2 separate regions of the Drosophila melanogaster genome follow, and region 1 is linked to region 2. Evidence: chromatin contacts called from public targeted proximity ligation data. All regions are on one chromosome and are shown on one strand. The core of a region is the stretch at or near the end of the contact, and the rest is flanking DNA. Distances in the headings are between cores, read along the strand shown.

Evidence for each region.
Region 1: a contact with region 2 is called in a targeted proximity ligation map of the Kc167 cell line, with 3 times the contacts expected there.

What each region holds. Positions count from the first base shown.
Region 1 is chr3L:2,551,062-2,557,755 of dm6, reverse strand. It overlaps Spn (Spinophilin), which reads left to right and starts at 3,464. Exons shown (of 16, transcript NM_001259642.1): 1 at 3,464-3,698. It overlaps msn (misshapen), which reads left to right. Exons shown (of 18, transcript NM_206252.3): 13 at 29-184; 14 at 248-415; 15 at 471-620; 16 at 680-814; 17 at 890-964; 18 at 1,027-2,909. The coding sequence ends at 1,200.
Region 2 is chr3L:2,190,436-2,197,785 of dm6, reverse strand. CG5707 reads left to right here and starts at 5,565. Exons shown (of 2, transcript NM_143808.4): 1 at 5,565-5,846. The coding sequence starts at 5,796. CG8960 reads right to left here and starts at 773. Exons shown (of 2, transcript NM_139441.3): 1 at 391-773; 2 at 1-329. The coding sequence starts at 246.

The sequences.
Region 1 (6,694 bases), core at 2,215-4,714, 360 kb before region 2:
TAATGCACCATTATATCTGCTGCCACAGGTCTACCAGCTCATCTCGCGACGCCGTTTCCAGCAAATGGAGGTGCTAGAGGGCCAGAACATATTGGTCACCATATCCGGCAAGAAGAACCGAGTGCGCGTCTACTACTTGTCCTGGCTAAAGTCGAAGATCTTGCGCACCGACGGACTCTCCGATGTGAGTTATTTGAATTGCCAAGTTAGCCATTCGACTAATAATTCGATACGATTTCAATTGCAGCAAGTGGAGCGTCGGAACGGTTGGATCAACGTGGGTGATCTGCAAGGTGCTGTACATTTTAAGATTGTCAAATACGAGAGGATTAAGTTCCTAGTGATTGCATTAAAAGACTCTATTGAAATTTATGCATGGGCTCCCAAACCATATCACAAATTTATGGCATTTAAGGTGGGTCTCCGCAAATCATTATGAAAGTTTTCGAGTCATGGTTTTTATTTCATAGAATTTTGGTGAACTGGAACATCGCCCGCTTTTGGTCGATCTCACCATTGAGGATCAGTCGAGACTGAAGGTGATCTATGGCTCCGCCGAGGGTTTCCATGCGGTTGATTTAGATTCAGCTGAAGTATACGATATCTATCTTCCCAAGCATGTAAGTTGGTCTGATGGCAAATGTCGTAATTGATTGCTAAATAATTGCTATTTCTGCAGACTCAGGGTGCAATCATTCCGCATTGTATTGTGGCGCTTCCCAACTCAAATGGCATGCAACTGCTGCTGTGCTACGACAATGAGGGCGTCTATGTGAACACTGTGGGCCGCGTTTCCAAGAACATTGTACTGCAGGCAAGTCATCGGGGAATACTTCTAGCTATTTAGTTGGCCAGTGTGTTAATACACTTTTTTTTTACTCCTTCTTAGTGGGGCGAGATGCCCACCTCGGTGGCCTACATCGGCACTGGACAAATCATGGGCTGGGGCAATAAAGCAATAGAGGTGAGTGAGCATGCTTTTGGGACCTCGAGTAATCATTTTAATGGTTTGTGCCCTCATTACAGATACGTTCCGTTGAGAGCGGCCATTTGGATGGTGTGTTCATGCACAAAAAGGCGCAGCGCTTGAAATTCCTTTGCGAGCGAAACGACAAAGTATTCTTCAGCAGTGCCAAAGGTGCTTCATCGTGTCAAATCTACTTTATGACGCTCAACAAGCCGGGCATGGCCAATTGGTAATCGAATCCAATCGAAACCAATCCAATTCAATCCAATCCAATCGACGATCGATGATCGTGGCAGGCAGCCTTCGATCGACGGCCCAGCGATCGATTTGCTCAACCGGCAACAAAATCAACCCATAAACATTTTCTTCTTATTTTACCACAAAAGGCAAACGAAAATGAATGAAAGTATCTAACGCGAACACATAAAAGATAATTAGCTGATTTAAGTGAAGAGTGCATAACGATTAAGTGAGATATCCTAAACAAACACACCAACAACAACAACAACAACAACACTCAACAACATACCAACAACCCGAGGTCATGAACTTGTGCTTATGAAATTCACCACGACAACGTTTCAATTAGTAAATGTGCTAAGAAAACTCGATCAACGCGAGTCTATATATATATATATACATATATATATATATATATATATGTGTATAAAATAATCTACTTAATATTTAGAAACGAACATTTCAAGCTCACTCGTCGAGGTTTTTTGTCAGATCTGGTCAGAAAAAAAACCGCAATTAAAGCAATTCGTATCCTCCATCCTTTCGATGTATGTATATTAACGTTACATAACTGAACAAACACCCAGCACACACGATTCAGATTCAGATTCATTTCAAATGTCGTTTCACGATTGTGTATGATTTCGCTTACAAGTTAAACTTAAGTTGAAAGTTAGCAACGCAGCATAAGCCCACAAAACATACAAGTATATCGAATTTTCTGCGCACAGCAGAAAATATAGAAGAAAATATATGCAGTTAGTTTTTGTTCTTGATATTATCAAATAGAATTTATTTGTGCGTTTCTGATAAATACGTGTTAGTGGAGAGAGAGCAGAGGAAATTTATACATTTTATGCAAATGCAAATGCAAATGGAAATCGAAGCGAAGCGAAGCAAAGCAAAGCAAACAAAACCCACATAAAACGCCATTGTAAAAACTAAGTGATAAACAAGTAAATAATTGATTAATGTAAAATAAAGCCGAAAGCAACACAAAACCCAAGCAAGCTTGCAACAATTGAGGAAATCCAATGGAAGTATAGAAACGCACCACGTCGTTTGCGAGGAGAGCTACCTTAATAACGAAATTGGAGGGAATTACAAAACGAGAACCTAGTTAAGCTGCATTTTTTACTGAACTTTTATACAGAGCCAAGAGAATGATGAAAACAAAAGCAAAAATAACGGATGAACGAATCGAGGAGGGAAATTAAACCAAAATTCTATAAATCGTAGCATGTTAAAATTGATAACCATCTCCGCTTTTTGTACTGTGTGCATTTCTTTGTGTTTTCACTAGCTTCAATATCAAAAGTGGTCACGTTGCAATATCTCTATATCGAGTGCATATAGAAGAATCTTGTCCCCAACTGGCACACACTCCAATGTCCCCAATGAAACACTAATTCTGCCTTATTTTATGTTGTTTGCGTGATTTCGCCCCACTCCCTTCTCTTCCACACGAAAAAGTCTCATGAAGAAGTATATTTAAAATATTGTTTGTTTTTGTGTTATAAACTGATTGTACGCCCCCGTATTTAGTAATGTTCATCCAAGCAAAATGGAAAGATAAGTGCACCAACATGCACGTCTAAAGCAACAAAAAAAAAAAATAAAAGAATTAGTAATAAATGCTTACTTTATTTCTAAAATAAAACAAGTAAAATGGTACAGAAATGAATGTAAATCTAATTATTATATATATATAATCTCAAAATTAAAAAAAAAAAATACAACAAAAGATCCGCATTTTATTTGCCGGTTGGTATTTATTATTAAGAAGTTATTTTAATACAAAAGGTATTTTAAAATTCGGTCACCAAACGAATATTTCAATATTTAACATGAATGTAGAGAGCTTTCTACTGGTTTGAGTCTTTGCTAGTTTTTACATTACCTTACAAATGACCTAAAGTGAATAATACAGATTTACTATAATTTTCTTAAAAACTTAAGCTCTTTAAATATTAAATATTGAGCTGCATTTTCAAGCGTTGTGCGTTTCCTAAGGAAAAATAAATTTGAATTTCGTAAAATGGCCAAAGCAATGCCAGTTTAGAACACAAACTTTTTGAAATGTAGCGCTGATTGCTCGAATATAAGTGAATAAATCGAATATTATTAGCAAGTTATCAGTGAGACCGCACTTGAATCGAGAATTAAAAACCCATAGCGCCAAAACAATTCACCGATAGTATCGAATAGTCGTCTCCTATCGTACCAGCTCTAAAAAAACAAAGCAAAACCAAAATCGGCCCGAAATTCAAGCTAAACGGACGCGTTTTCGTCGCGAGTTTAACCGCTGCAAAAATATCAACAATAAGTATAAATTGCCGCGGGTACTGAGTTCATATGATGATCGAGTGATTTTTTTCATCGTACAATTAACGTCCTTCGAAATAGGATATATTCGAGTATTCCGGGTCGCGAGTATTTAAAAAAAAGGATTTGTGTATACCGAAAGGGCTAAACAAAAAGCTTTTTAAAGGTAAATCCCAGCAAAGGAGTGTTAAATGGAGTTTGGCGAAAAGCTAATGTGCCGGAAAAAAGTACAAAACAGTGCGAATGAAAATAAAAAGACGCCGACTATATGTGTATAAGGTCCATGTGTATGTGTGAAAAAATCCTGGACAACGCCACTCCTTTTGCGCAAAGAAATTTAATAAAAAAAAACGCAATGAAGCTGTATATAGAGAGCAAAACGAAGCTGCGCCGGAGTTGAACGAAATACGAAGTGTAAATTGGGGGTGTGGGTGCCACACAATTCCGGGTGTACGCAAATATTTTGAAACGAAATCGCCATTAAATTCAGGTTCCGATTTTAGTGCAAATACAACGGTAAAACAATGAAATTGCATTTGGAGTAGCGGCATTTTTAGGGGTGTGTGTGAGTTCGAGTCCTGTCGTCCTGCTTGCACCCTCTGCGCAGAAGCAGGACAGCAAAAAACCCCCGAAAAAACAATTGCAAATTGCAGAATTGCGAGCGAAACACGAAAATACGAAAATAGTTTCGGCCAACAGCTGGCGAAGTTTCAGACACCTGGCGAAAAAACCAACATGGGACACTTAAACAGTTAAACGGTTCTCCTTTTTATGGCTTTTAATAACTGGTTTCGCAGAGCCTTTTCGCGTAGGTGCGAGCGAGCAGGAAGTATGCCCCAACCAAAGAACCGTTGATCGCAAAATGCAACTCCGATCGGGTGGGAATGAGTAAGAGAAGCGGGAGAGAGGGGGAGCGAGAGCGAGATGGAGACTGGGTGATAAAAAACCATAACATAACAAAACAAAACAAAACGAAAGCAAGTGACTTTTGTTTTTCTCTTGTTGTCTTAGGTTCTGTTTGCATGTGTGGGTTTCTTCTGATAATTTCGCTATCGTTGTTTTGGCCTTATTTATCGCCGTTCTTTGTTTTGCAATTCTGCGAGTGGCCGCAATTTATGCAAATATGCAGAAATCACAATTCTATTTGCACTATTTCCTCAATAAAAAATCGCTGGCGAGGCCAAGAACATTATATTGTTGTTAAACTCAGCTCTTCGCGGGTACAATTTCACCCTCTTTTGTGCGTCGCGTGCTCTGCGCTTCTTTTTCTCATTTGTTTATTTTTAGTTGCGGAATTTCTGGTTACAAACCGTATTTAATTTCAACGACTTCCCTCTGTTGTGCTCCTTATTCTCCACTCCCGCTTCCACTTCCTTCGTCGTCTTCTTCTCTCTCTGCTCCTTTGTCTCGCAGAAACAGTTGCGCTTCATGTCAGTCCCCAATACACTGAGAAAAAATGTGGTATCTGATGCTTATCTCAATTTAAAGGTCTTGTATTAAAATTAACGTATAGTGTGTGGTAGAGAATAAAATTTTCATACAATATCTTTATAGATAAACCATATCTAACGCTTTTTCCAGTGCACTGGAAGAGGGAGCTCCAAAAGATACAATAAGGGGAGTTTGGGGTAGAACACAACAAGATGAAGGGCCCGCCTTTGTTTTATGACTTCTGTGTATATTTATTTATAGTTGCTTCACTTTAATGTTTCAATTTTTATTTCCACACAATATCCATCGTCAATTTGTCGGCGACTTAAAAACTCATAAAGTATTCAGCTATTTTCCGGCGTCATTAAACTTTCGCCCACGCTCGAGCAATTTGCATAAACTTAATTAGTCAAATGCAGGCACAAAAAGTTATTCAACAAATTATTCTTAATTAACGAAACAGCCAAAATCGCATAGCATTTGACAGATTGAACATTCAAATGCGTTAATTTTCATGCAAATCTGGGCATTATGCTAATGCCTTTGAGTAGCCAAAAGTTAATTCAACGCCTTGAATTTATAGTTTCACCATTTTGGCATTTATGGAAAACTTTTGCAACGGCTTAAATGTTCTCAAAACTGCACCGAGTATTTCAAAAAAGTTGTTCTTCATTAAAAAAAAAAACCATATAGGAAGCCAGATGACAGATCAAACATTAAATAGCAATAATCTTGATTATGTGCCAAAGCTTGAACATGAATAATTGTTTCATATTATTCAGTTTTGTTTATGGAAAATCTTGACATCTGCTGATCAGATTAAAGAATTTAACTTTTCAAAAAAATTACCAAAGTTGAAAGACTTTGATTTATTGCTTCACATTTATGCTATTTATTTTACTTCTGAATCTTGTCGCAACTATTTCCACAGAAATCCAGATCGCAGATCTGTGTGAATTAAATAAATCAAACGCAAACAGACAAGAGAATAGTTATTCAAGAGATTATTCTTAATTAAAGAAGTAGACAGACTCTGTTTTCGTGTAAATCTGAGTTTTATGTTAATCACTGATATGTATATTGTTTTTTTTTACTTTTCGCATTTATGGAAATCTTTTGCAATGCTGAGACCGGCAAAAAGTCAACTATTTCGAACGAAATCGAGATCACAGATATCTCCGAACTCTTGAGTGTTATGTTTTTCCGTTTGTTTTTGTATCTTTTTTCGGTGGCCCACGCGCAGCTGGCGAAATCAAGTTTAGGAATTCCCCCGTAGCCCCCTAAAAAAATATAGATACCCCTGACTTTATCTCTTGCGTCACTTGATTTGGCGCAAGCTTAGCACACGACTCTTTTGGGTCCATTTTTTGCGCCATATGATCTTGGATCTCTGGCATTTTTAGTCGACTTTTCAATGAAAACCCATAGCCACAATAGTAGCTATAGGTGTATATATCTATGTATCTCTACTGATATTAACAGTCGCCGCAAAATGTCGCCTTTATTTATTCATCCACTTTTTTTTCCTACCTTTTTTTATGAGGCTGCCGTTTGGCGATCCGCCATATAAGGCATCTAAATTGTGTGCGCGTTTGGGTCTTGGATTTTCGGTTGATCAATGATCATGATTCGTTCATGGCTTGGGGCCATTCGGCTTTTATTGTCTGAGGAAAAGCGATATTAGCTAAGCCTAATGTGGCCATTTGTGGCTTGATTTTTATTTGATTGTTA
Region 2 (7,350 bases), core at 4,316-6,815:
CTCGCCGTAGCCGAAGCCGTGCATGCTCTGGTGCATGGCAGCTGGGATGATGGTGAAGCCGCCGCGGCGCTTCTGGAGGATCTCCCTTTCCGGCAACTTGACCTCCTTCTCCTCTTCCTCGGCCGGATGAACGGCGCGGTTCTCGATGATGCAGAAGAGCTGCAGGCACTTGCGCATCAAGTAGATCATCAGCAGGATGATCAGGTTGGTGGCAAACAGATGTTTGCGCGGCGCTAGGAATAACATCCTGGGCACTTGGCACTGGGTCTAACTATCACAGACTCAAAAACTCACGCTCTCAACGGACGACGATTCGGGGCTGACTATCGCTGTGGAAGTACATCGACGGAATGAAGGATTCCCAGCCAAATCGCACTATATATACTATACCCAGATAACCTTCCTCTACCTAAGTACCTTCTGTTGGATGGCTAGGTAGACCAGTAGGTACCGCTGGTTTTTCACGGGATAGAACTGTACCTTAGGAAACTACCAGGTAATGGTACATTTAGCATTTAGTCCTTCAGATTAGGTAATCAGCCAGAACGGCAGCGACCAAATGTGTTTATGATTTTGCGGAAAATATATCCATTCGGTATCGACCTCAACGACAGGCAACGAACGGACCATCAGCAGAAGTATCTGCATCTGTGGCCGTAAATACAGCATTAAGTTTCCTTCCACGGAACGGCAAGTCTGAGCAAGATGCTAACAAAGGTCCTGTGCGGCACAGCGAGAAATTTCAAGCTAAAATGAAGTCCACATTTGTATGACTATACTTCCAATGCTACATTGTAACTGCTTCTCTTCCATAAACAAATATTGCAAGTAAAAGTATCTTCATTCTTATTGCATGTCAATAAGTTTCACTTCATCTTAATATCAAAATTCGTGCATATAATCAAGAAGTTAGTCTTTTGGGTTCTTATGCTTTACTATTCATCCTTCCATCTACCAATATTTCATTGGCATAATATTATCTAAATCATTTTTAAATATATTTTTCAACAATCTGCTCCTTAGAATCTCTTCGAAATCCTCTTATCAGAATATCCACTCGTTTAGCTCTCAGTAAGCCCATCAAGTTTGCCCCCGAGCCCCGAATCCCCGACACATTTTCGCCTAGTGCACTTCTCACATAGCCTGCTTCCTGCCCCATTGATGCAACTGCACCAAAGTGAATTTCCCCCGGCATTGTCGCCATCTTCCCCGGCAGAAAAAGTGGCATAAATTCACAAATTGAATATAAATAAATTTCCTGCCAGGCAATCGAACCAAAAAAAGGGAATAAATATGCCGTAGGAGGCATCCACACACTCACTAGTAGATATAGATATAGATGGATAGATATGTACCCTGTAGCACGTGCCACGCCCAGTCAATTGAATTTGAATGTGAACCAAAAAGCAGGCTGGGCCATAAAAATGGCTAAAATATGTTGGACAGCAGAAAAAGAAGATGGGAGAACAGCTGGCAGCAACCTCCATTTAATCAATAGCCAAAGTACCACACTCATTAAGAAAACTAAAAGTTTTCTTTCGCTTTTCACCTGCTTAAAATGCGCTCTGCTGCTGTCACAAAAAAAAAAAAAAAACTCTGGTAAAAAGGGGAATCCCCGAGGAGAAGCTGAGCAAAGTTTTGAGAAAGACCTCAGTTGAAACAACCTCATTGGCCGCTGCGGCGACTTTTTGCTTTCTGGCTTCGATTTTCCGCACACAGTGCATCCCAAAAGTCCGGCACCAGCTGCGGCCCCAGCAATTTGCCATCATTTGTTGACTTAATCATTTGATTGCGTTTTTCTGCACGCGCTGATTGAATTTTCCAGCGCAACCGCAGCCCAAAAGGAAGCCGAGAGCCAAGGCGAAAGTTTTGGGCGTGTCCCTTCGGTCGGGCAACTCTGCTGGGAAATCAAGCTAATTAGTTTAATTGATAGTTGTGACTCGGATCGCCCGATTTGGTTTTGCAACTTCACTTTGCCCCAGCGAAACACGCAAACAAATCTGAAAACTTTTCACCGAGGGAAGCACCAAATGGTTGGACAGTTGCAGACAGATGACGATATGATTGGGATAAAGAAAATATCTCTTCTCTCTTTGATTCAATTGCTTGATCGTTAAAGTTTTGACAGTGCAAACATTTATGCATAGTTATGGTGATATTCAGAAGATGAATTTTATTTTGATATTTCATGAGTTAAACATCATAAGTAGACTTGAATTCATATTGCCCAACATAAATCCACGAACACCATTCATTCTAGCCACATTTCTCCTCCTGTATATTATTTTATTTCCTCCCGAAAATAAATCAACAATCAATTGCAGATAAATATTTCGCCTCAATATTTATACGTGCCGCATGTGCCGGCATTAAAGATGAGTTTGGCAAGGACGCACAATAAATTTGGGCTACCATTCGACGGTGTTTCTACATGAGATGCTTTCGGTGCTACGTGCCCGGCCAAGCTTTTCATAAATATTTATGATGCGCCACCGATCTGCATCCCAACCATTGTTCTAACTGATTTTCCGCGCTGCGCATAGAAAACACAAAATAAAGTCAACAAAAAGTGCGCCTGGCTTTAACCTGCTTGCTTGCCCCGCTGGCTGTTTCTCAGTTAGTTAACCGTGGCCAAGTCAGTCCTACAATAAATTATGCATTAAAAAGTTCAACTGGCTTTTAATGTGCCGGGGTCCATGCTCCTTTAGAGTAATGATGCTGCGAGTTACACTTGCCAAAACTCGCAGTCACATATTTATATGCCACTTTAAGGATATAGTTCGTTGTCTTCAATGATTTTAGCTGTTCACAAGGCAGCTTGTTTTGCATATTTTGAAAAGTCACGAGTGAATTTTGGCTAGGAACTTTTCTGAAAGTGCTTTTACGAATATATATATTTACCTTTCACTATCTGGGCTACCTGACGCCAAAGTTCGCCGCTCGAGATGCCCCGTCTAGGTTGGCCATTCTAAGGACATTATTCTGCAGTTGCAGCCAAAATTTATTCTAATGCGATTTGCATTTATTTCGCTTGGCGTAATCCTCGCTTCCCGCTCGACAGCAAGAATCAGGCTTAAATTCTATTGAAATTGCCATTTTCATTCGGTTAGACAACACTCAGCTGAACAGGCCAGTTTATGGCCTTTCAACTGACCATAATGCTAAAAACTGTCTGCTTACTTAGCTGAAGGATTGACACAGCCAACAGAGAGGCACGCGGCAGACGAGACCATTAGCCAAAGGTACACAGCAGGCAAACTAGCAGAAGGAACAGGATCGGGAGTCCGAGAACGAGGTGCATCTGCAGCTGCATCCATCAGACCAAACAATTTCCGTCAAATTTCCATGCGCCGACAAAAGCTTTTCACTCGAGTGCCAGACAAAAGGCCAGACCAGAAAACAGGAGCTCAGAATGCAGGATGCCAGGCCGAACTGCCGAAGAACGACGATTATATGCCCTATTTGCAGCCAATTAGATTACATGACTCACTAATTATCGTTTAGTAACTAAGTTAGTTAGAAAGAAGGTACTATCCTCTAGAATTTACCAATTGCCAACATTAACCTCCAATGCATTTAAAGGGTATTTACATATTCGACTGGACCTGCTTGCCGGATTCTATGGCTTGCTTGGCAGGCATTTTCAAAGCCCATTACTTTGCATTTTGCACCTAGCAGCAACAATATTAGGGCGGAACACGTCACTAATGGGCGTGGCAGGCACCACCAATGCCTTTACTTTGGCATAAATCCAGAAAATACCAAGTGCAAATCTTTGGCCAAGCGAGACGTGCAAATGATTCCGTGATGAAGGCTGTCATTCCGCTTAGATACTTTTGACCCGATTTCAAAAATTAGTTGAACGAAATGAATTTGAAAACTAACTGTAATGAACACATTAAAAAGAGCTAACAAAAGTAGCTTTAAATGTAGTTCCAGTTTCGAAACCACATGTTAATTTGGTCTCATTCAAGGCAATGCCGCCGGAGGGGATCCGGAGTCATTAGCCAAGTTCGCCTGCATCCACCAATGTCATTCGAATGTCATTAGTGGCAAGAGGGGCGTCGTGTGGCAGGTGAACTATGTCCTGTGACCGGGGCTGCATGCAGCTGCAGCGTAATTTGATTTCACTGCGAGCCCCCAAATGCCGAGCGGGTCGATAAGGTGCTAACAGGATTCGGGATTCCGCCACTTGGTCAGCAGCAGATGCATTTGATTAAACACCGCACGGGTGTTTCCTTTCTTGGCCAACCAACCATTTCGCTTGGCCTCTGATCCTGAATCGTGTATCGTGAATAGTGTAACCTAGCCTTTGCCATTTTAATTGCATTGGAAATTAAAAAGGCTTTGCATACTTTTCATCGCCGGATTTATGGTTTCAATTCGTTATTTATGGCACTGCGCGAAACCGTCGCTGGCCATTCCTCGCGGCAACACATTCAATTTGCAGTCCATGAAGATTTATGATTTGAGCCACAGCCCCGAGCGAGTGCAATAGGATTCTCAAATGGTTTCCATTTAGCAAAAACTAAACACATTTATTGTGTAAACTGTTGTCGAAAGAGGCCAATGGTTTTTTGAACATCTGCCCAACAAAATAGAGCCAAGTTTTATCTCATCCCTCGAGAGTTAAATAAATATTTATTGATTTGCTCGTTTATTAATTTTTGAACCGATTGTTGGCTGCGTAAAAAATGCTATAAAGAACACACAAATCGAATTCATTTGCATTTTAGTGCAATGCGTGAGTGCTCTTTTTCTGCCAATCTCATAAAAATTAATAATAAAATATGAAAAGTTTAATATTTTTTCTACCTACATACATATCTTCGTAGTTCGATCAAAAAGCAATATTCTGGAGTGTGCTTTATTTTCTGGTTTGGCATTATGAGGTTTGGCATGTTTGCATCAATTATTTGATAGTCACTTTTGGAATATGAAAAATCCATAAATATTGATGTTTATCTGGGTAAATATTCGATTTTATATGGGTGAGCACATATTTTGCGTTATGAGCATTGTAATTTCAATGTTATCCTTGGTCTCTGTTTATTCGAAACCCAATAATTTGATTTAATTGGCGTGTCACTTAGGTTTTTTCTATATACGGTTTGTTGTTATACGCAATTTGTGGATTTTTTAATGTGCGCGCAGTTGTAACATAAAAAAATACTGTTTAAAGATGTTAACTTTCAGTGGATGCATTCTTAATTAGTTAAGTGGCGACATTACATATATTAGTTGACTTGTTTCATTTTCAGCAGATATATTTTAATCAATGCTTTCAGTTTCTTTTAACTTTTTAACCTTTGATCCATAATAAATTTGTTGTTAGTTAGGTCTGCATGACATTGTAGAGCTTTTTCCCCGCTCACCGATAAAGACTCTCTCATTCCATATCGCAACCGAAACTGACTAAGCATATATCTTCCCCCCAAAAGCTTTCGATGGATCGCTTTATTTAGTTCTCCCTATGTAGAGTCTCTTTATAGGGTCGTTTCCCATTCTCTTGAAGCAGTTCTCCCGTTTTCTGATTTGGAAACACCGCTGATTAAAGTTCGGCCTCAGTTGGGATTTAATCGGCTTCTCTGGCGAAATAAGATTTAGTTTTATTTATGCCCCGCTAGCGGGCACTTCTCTTCGGCTCGATCTCGCTAGTGTTCAACTAATTTAGTTAGTGCAGTATAAAAATAGAAAAGTTTCCCACAACACCTTGCGTATATATTTTCCGACACGGCGTGTGTCGGAATTAGTTGGGATTTAGATTGTATTATTCACCGAGATTGCCAACTAAAATGACATCGAATTCCGAAGGTCGAGGCAACCCCATCGAGACGCATGAACAGGTAATTATATGGAGTTGATTAGATCCCCGGCGGGCGTCTATTATAAAGATTTGCTAGACGTTTGCTCGTCCTGTTATCGAGCTAAATAGATCGACGGATCAGACACGTTTAGCTGCCCCTTCGCCTTTCTTACCTTTGAACGGAATTGCATTCTTATCGCCTTGGACTCTTCGAACTGATAAGATTCCCGCTAATGCGGAATCAAAGTCAATGTCTACTTGGACCCATCAGCTACCGGCGGAATGTTGTTCTGGTTAAGTGGTAACGGGGGCGAAAACTTTAGTCATAAACCACTTATACACTTATAATGATCTAGAAAACAGCGCTGATAATGGCTTCATATCATAAAGATATTAATCTGGACTTGTAAATATAAAGGCAAAAGTACAAACACCTGATACAATAGAAACTTTGCCGTCCAATTAATCTTTATTTTTTGACTCCAGCTTTTTGCTTGGTGTACGCTAATGGGTTCAAATTAGTATTCTTCGATTATCTAGCTCATTAGGAGTTCATCAAACAGTCGGGCGGATGCTCTAAAAGTTCTCCGTTCCATCTTCCTCACCCTCTGTTATATATATATATATGTATTTACCCCTCGGAAAATGTCGTTACAGTTGAAAGTGCTCGGCGCTAATTTTCAAGTTGAGCGACCGTGCTAAACCGAGCTCGGAAAAAGTTTCTCTGTGGTGGCAAACTACGAAAATCCATTTGTTCGAACTTTGCGGGGTTTGCATGTGCAGCATCAGTCAATTGCAGTGGATACACAATCGCTTATCGATTGGAGCCCAAAACAAAGTAAGAACTAGATGATAAATTGTGGCCCAGGCAGCTAGTGGCACTGCGGGGCCTCCTGTCCATCAGTTGACACCTGGTCCCCGTCCGAAAAACTCGCTCAGTTGTCAGGCACTTCAACTTTTTCCAGCAAACCAATTGATCAAATCGCTGGGGATGGTGAAATACGCACCAGTTCGCACGGGCGGAGATAAATGATATGGCCATATGACTTGGGTCATCAAAAGGGCCTGAATGAAAGTATTCTGCCAGCCGATTTAATTTTATAATACTTTTTATTGAACGAGTCTCTGTAAATGCGAAAGTGTTCGGTGCATAGGAAATTGCAAATAAGCATTCCCAAAATGAAGTTTGGTAAACGCCATTGGCGCATTTCTTGCCTGCCAGGCCAGTCTGTTCGGCATCCTCTGCTAAACTGAAAACCCATCTAAGCCAACTGGTTGACAGCGGGCCGAAAGCAGCTACCAAGTTGCCCACTGGCAATTAACAGCTAACAAGCTGGACAAATCCCCTTCCCTTTTCCAAAACCACCTCTTTGCAACCAACTTTTTCCCTCATGCAACTCTTTTTCGGTACTTTCCTACACCAGGAAAAATAATATATAAATAAGGTATATTGTAGTGATTTGTTGCCTTAACGTTAGGTTGCGTTAATGGTGAGACACCTTAGTTGTGCATTGTAATTGTGATATTAGGTGAACATTATTCTA